Linked DNA regions of Anas platyrhynchos: region 2 is linked to region 1. A link is a contact called in public Hi-C data. All regions are on one chromosome and are shown on one strand. Each heading gives the region's core, a stretch centred on a gene start, on an enhancer-like site or on the middle of the called end of the contact. The rest is flanking DNA. Distances are from core to core; before and after follow the strand shown. Region 1 overlaps ASB7 (ankyrin repeat and SOCS box containing 7). Region 2 overlaps ALDH1A3 (aldehyde dehydrogenase 1 family member A3).

Region 1 (2,809 bases), core at 77-2,576:
TGCTAACTGTGATGGGAATTAAACAAAATGGTTTTGTGCAGTGTTACATTGAAACAGACAATGCCTTATTTTAAAAGCAAAGAATACATTTAAAGGGAAAAAAAAAAAGCTTGCTATGCTATGCAAAAAATCTAAGATCACTGAAAACTACATCCCCAGTTTTTGTTTTGTTCTCCTACTGAGCTTTGTGACTTTGGATTGTTCCTGTGGATAGCAAGAGCTAGCTTCACAGAAACTTCCCTTTATTAAAATGTGACAAATACTTTAAGTAAAATCACTATTTTTCACTTATGAAAACTAAGCTTCTCCACCCTTCAGTTTCCACATTTCATAAGAATACTTGTTATCTGACCTATAACCTCTGTACCTAGCTGCTATTTCTGCTGGCTTTACCCTTCAATTTGAACTGCTACTTTAGGCGTTCTACCCATCTATCTGTCTCTCCTCCTTGTTTAGCAGAAAATAAATGCTTCCTCCTGTTCCACCACCTCCGCTCCAATCAGCCAAGCTGCATACACAATGCTGTCCCCTGGCTCTTTTCTTTGCTGGCGAGCAATGCTGGAAGAAGAGAGAAAAAGCAGGAGGCAGCTAGGTCATGACTCCCATAAGAAGCTACCTCTTATTTCCAGGTCAGCGATCAGATTCCTTCTCAGTGTTTATTAGCCAAAATCCATCTCAAACTCACTACCACTCAAGCCTATGTCAGTGCTCTTCCAGCGTCAAAGATCTGAGGCATGGCACGCTACCCTCAGCAACAGCCCAGCATGGTTTTCTCGTTCCTGTCCTATGAACATATTTCCAGCTCTGCTAGGCTTTGGCATCACATCTATCACCGGTCTCCCCCTTGCTTCCACTAACCCTCTGGTACCCTCTTTTATCCAAAACTTCATCCACACCCTCCCCTTTACTACCAATACACATCTCTAGTCAGTTCTATATTCTGCTTACTGTAAATTTCATACCAGAAAATGACTTTTTTCACCCCAATATCACTTGGGTCCAAAGGGATTAACACCCAATGTCAAACTAATCTACTTCTCGAGAGGGAGGAAGGTGGAGACTTAAGAAAGGTAGACACAAACCTCTCACTAACGAGGCAAGCATGATTAAGTTTGCTTTTAACAGTCAGCTCATTCACTGCTTATTAGCTCACTTGTGACATTATTATGTTTTAAACACTCATTATCTTTTATGCCTCTGTTTTGAGGCAAAACAAGGTAAGGCACAAAACAGTGCCAATTTTCTGAAGGGAGGCTCAGCTACAGAAAAGCTGCTGTAGATGACTAACCCTCACACTATTTGTTACTCAACTTTCTAGTCCTGGTGATTAAACTCCGTGCTGCTTCCAGCACAAGGAATCTGTCTCATTACAGACAGTTTTCATTGGGCATTATATTCTGCTTGTACTTCATATAGAAAACAGAAACAACAAAAGATAGAAAACCAAAACAAAACACCATGCCAGCAGCTATTTAATAGCAAAACCTATACAATGAAGATAAATAGGGTTTATGCTTTTGTTTTTCCAGCTCATCTTCAAGCTCACAAAGTTATAGCATACATTTTGAGACCCACAGCCTATAAAAATGAAGATTTGAAATTATCTACAGTATTACATTTTAAAAGTAGAATTTTTAAGTTATTTATTTGTACAATTCAGTTGCTTCCCCCCCCCCCTTCCAGTAACAACATTGAGGGTTTGACAGTATTGTATACTTAGAATTTGCAGTAGTTATGTATAAACGGGGTCCAGTTGTTCAGGCTGTATTTCACTCCTGCTCTGAAATAACGTACCATTAATTGGGCAAATATCACAAGCCCATTAATGCCACTCAGTTTTAAGGGTGATTTATCTATACTTCTGACAAATACTGCAATAGAAACAAGGGGACCATGACCAAGCCTCAGATAAGTAAAGCATCAAAAAGATGATTCATTTCAGTTTCCATGGGACTAAAAACATCTTAGTTCATGATTAAGTTGATAACAACGGTGCTAGAGCAGAGGATGCTGTTCTTTAAGAACACTATTCAGAAGGTGGAGAACGTCCCATTTTTGGTTTTCCTCACTAGTGTCACATTAGAAGTTTAAGACTATCAATTTCTAAGCCTTCAGGTAGCCTTGGAAAAAGATACAGCAGAAAGAAATTCTGACTGTACCATTCAATGGGGAATACACATCACCCAAGCAATTATATCACTTAAATAAAACTTAATTAGTTCTTGAAATAAAGCTTGGCTATCATTAGATGCAGGAGAGACGTAAACTCAGCTGGACTAGCTGACACTCAAACCCCTGCGGAGAGTAATGTTATCATAAAGTTCAGCAGACTGTGTTAAAACCTACACAGAAATGTAAGTCTTTAACGTGACTTGTTAAATTTTGAGAATTATGAAACAATCTTCCCTACAATTTCAACTCAAGGACCTGCCTTCCTTAATAACAGCCTCTAACAGTAGAAAGGCCTATAGTGAGTGCATTTAAGTTTATAATGAGCTCTTTGCCCTATTTTTATAATGCTTATTCATTCTTTTAACAATTCCTGGGCGATTCTGAAAAAAACCTGTCAGGTATTAAGATCTAAAGCTAATCTATTACCTCATTCACAGAGCATGCACCAGATAGAAACAGAAATGAAGCAGCACTCCAATGAAAGAGGAAAAAAAATCAAAAGTAGTCTGGCAACTAATTGGTGCTGGAAAGCCATACAATGGGAATTGGGATAGAAAGCTGTGAGATGGGAATCAAGATTTCTCTCTCTAGGCAACTCACCTCCATGTTCAAGAAAAACACGGACGCATCTCTCTTT
Region 2 (2,700 bases), core at 74-2,573, 120 kb before region 1:
GGAGCGTTCCACGCTCGACTCCCCCAGATTACAGACTATATCCTGTCCCTTGTTAATCCTGGCCACACACAATCCAAGTTTTCATGCTTGCAGACAAATATCAAAGCTTCAGGAGGGTGTCCTTAGGGTACTTCTGGTACACAGCAAAACCAGAACAGCACATCTCCTGCCACACAGATGTGCATATCACATGCGCTGTGGACAGCTTGTACTAAGTGCTCGTGTTCTCTCATGTGTTATGATGCTACCCAAGAAAACACTTTATACATGCTACTGCACAAAGAAATGCGTGCCCTCGTGTAGGATACAGGGTGTCACATAAGTAAGCTTGGCAGGTGTCACGCATATTGTCTCTTTGCCTGGTTGCTTAGCTGCCAAATGTAAATAATTTGAAAATATCTGCAACTGCTTTCCATCCTGGCATGTCTGTGATCCAGACCAATCCAGTTCATCCACTTCACAACACAGAAAACAAAACAAGGATATTTATACAGCTGTAACTTGTTGCAAGGCAAACTACAGTTAGATGAAAAGACACTAGGGAAAGAAAACATTTGTAAAAATGACATGCAAGGGTGGAACTGTTTGTCATTGTAACCAGAGCTTGCAAGGCTTGTTTAAATCCTGTTCCCTACTCCACTATTATTTATGGTTTGACTATTGCCTTCTATTAAAAACACACTAGTAGAGCAAATTCTATTTTTTGTCCATCTAATTCAAAAAAGAGGAAGGCTTTTAAAGATTGCTGTAATGCTGAGAACCCCCAAATCTTCACGTCTTGCTTCATTTAAGTCAAGATTGCCAGAAGCAGTTTTTCCTTTTCCAAACCTAGCATTTGTAATCCTACAGAATAATCCCACAACTGTGTCCAACAGACTGACACACGCTCTTTCTACTCACATATTCTACTTTCAAACTTTAATCCTAACATCCACAAACAACTACGGTCTAAGGAAAATATTCACCGTCTCAAAATTCAAGCAGTGGGGTTTGGGCTGAATAACTTCTGGCTGGCAAGTACCACACAGCAGCTTTAGAGCTTATTTTCTTCCTGTAAACCATCCTTTATAGTCCAGAAACCCCAGTACTTGGGGCTTTACAGCAAGAAAACCAGCCTAGTCTTGTTCTGATTTAATCCCTGTTTTGTCCACCAGGACCTTAGTCTTACCTAACGCAGTCTGCTGTTCACAGCTTTGTAAATGCTCTGGTTAACCAGCCAGCCATCTGTGCAGATTTACTTTATTCTTTCCTATGATACAGCTCACAGGAATCCAAAGTTGAAAAATGCCCTTGGTCTGTTATTTGAGGTTGGCACTTTACTCAAACAGCCCTGATTACCCCTCAGGTCTCTTGTGGTGTCCTTTGAATTCCAGCCAGCCAACACAGTCAGACACATGTGAGCTTTGGAGAAGTCACATCAGAAGCATGCCTCACTTCTTCTATTTAAACTTAATACTGTTTAAATTTGACTTAATTTTGATCTGAGAAGTGCAGTTTATATCAGCATAACCCAATATTGCAGCTGACACAGTATTTTCCCTATACCCACACCACAAGCATCCATGCCAGTGCACGGTAACACATCGCAGGGAACTGATCTGACTAAAACGTTTCTTCCTCACCTCCAAAAAGGCTGGTTCAGACCTGAATCAGCCAGTTCCCCAATCTAGCTTATAAACGCGGTACACTATAGGAAGGAACAGCTGCAGACAGGCCCTATTTTCCAGGACTAGCTTACATCAAGTTCTCACAGAGCAGTACTGTCTGTCCCACTCCAGGAGGTCCCCTGCAGCTACCCAGAGCGCTGTGCTCAGCTTGGTTTCACACAGCACCAGCTCAGAGCTTGGGCTGCAGAGATCTCCTGTTTCACGTTTTCCGAGCTCTGTTTAAATTCCTGGTCCTGTTGTCTGGCTAAAAGCACACAGAGCTGGTGAAGGAGCAAAAAGATGACGGGCTACAAACCCCAGAGCCTAAGGGCTGGCTCCAACTTCTTCACATTGCTGGCATCTAAGCCGGCAATCGTCCCGGAATGGGGGCTGTACAGCAGCCTCTGTACAGGTTTTGTTCATCCTCTGACCCACAGAAGGAGAGTAAAAGCAATGACCTGGATCTGAGGCAACCGAGGGCCAAAGTGGAGAGATGAAGGGCAAGAGGAAGAGATTTTTTTCTCCTAGTGACTCTTCCCTTCTCCATCACTTCAGAAAAAAACCCTCCTCACAGCACAGCAGGTTACTTCAGGAATAGAGGAGAAATCTGGTCTGGAAACTACAGTTCAATGGTAGTTGGTGGGCAGGTGTGAATCTTTGCTACTTTGGAGGTATTTTAAGCCCTTCTGACACTACATCATGTCTCTCTTCTACCTGAATTTCTGCGTGTTGCATCTTACAATAGGCTCCAGAGAGAAAGCAAAAATAGGTGCAGAGGAAGTGGTTTGCACTGGGAGCCACATGAAAGCCTAGGGTTTAGCAGTTTCCTTCTACTTTCTCAACACTTTTCCATCCTGGGCTTGACAGCTGCATGCAGAGAACTTCAGGTATGTGCGTATTGGGTGCTCTCTCTCCTACCCACAGGCATAACAGGTAAGCTAGGACAGGGAAAGAGGACGTACAAGCTGTATTTGCAACCTGGCCAGACTATTTGTACTTACTGTTACCCTTAATTATAGCTGTCTGCAATCTCCCTTAAATCACAGCAGCAATA

What was found. Hi-C and Micro-C count contacts between places; a contact is called where the count stands out from the background.
Region 2: a Hi-C map of subcutaneous adipose tissue shows a contact between it and region 1, with 4 times the contacts expected there. The contact joins two enhancer-like sites. A contact is called at or near these places in 5 of 8 Hi-C or Micro-C datasets (F1 follicle, liver, skeletal muscle and 1 more).

What each region holds. Positions count from the first base shown.
Region 1 is chr11:21,788,753-21,791,561 of IASCAAS_PekinDuck_T2T, reverse strand. It overlaps ASB7 (ankyrin repeat and SOCS box containing 7), which reads right to left. Exons shown (of 6, transcript XM_027465765.3): 4 at 2,773-2,809. Among named protein-coding and RNA genes, the nearest start is that of ASB7, 11 kb to the right of the region's middle. Within about 2 kb of position 1,326, at least 1 of the 8 cell types and tissues checked has an H3K27ac peak or open chromatin away from gene starts, as enhancers often do.
Region 2 is chr11:21,904,909-21,907,608 of IASCAAS_PekinDuck_T2T, reverse strand. All of the region lies in intron 9 of ALDH1A3 (aldehyde dehydrogenase 1 family member A3), which reads right to left. Among named protein-coding and RNA genes, the nearest start is that of LRRK1, 13 kb to the left of the region's middle. Within about 2 kb of position 1,323, at least 1 of the 8 cell types and tissues checked has an H3K27ac peak or open chromatin away from gene starts, as enhancers often do.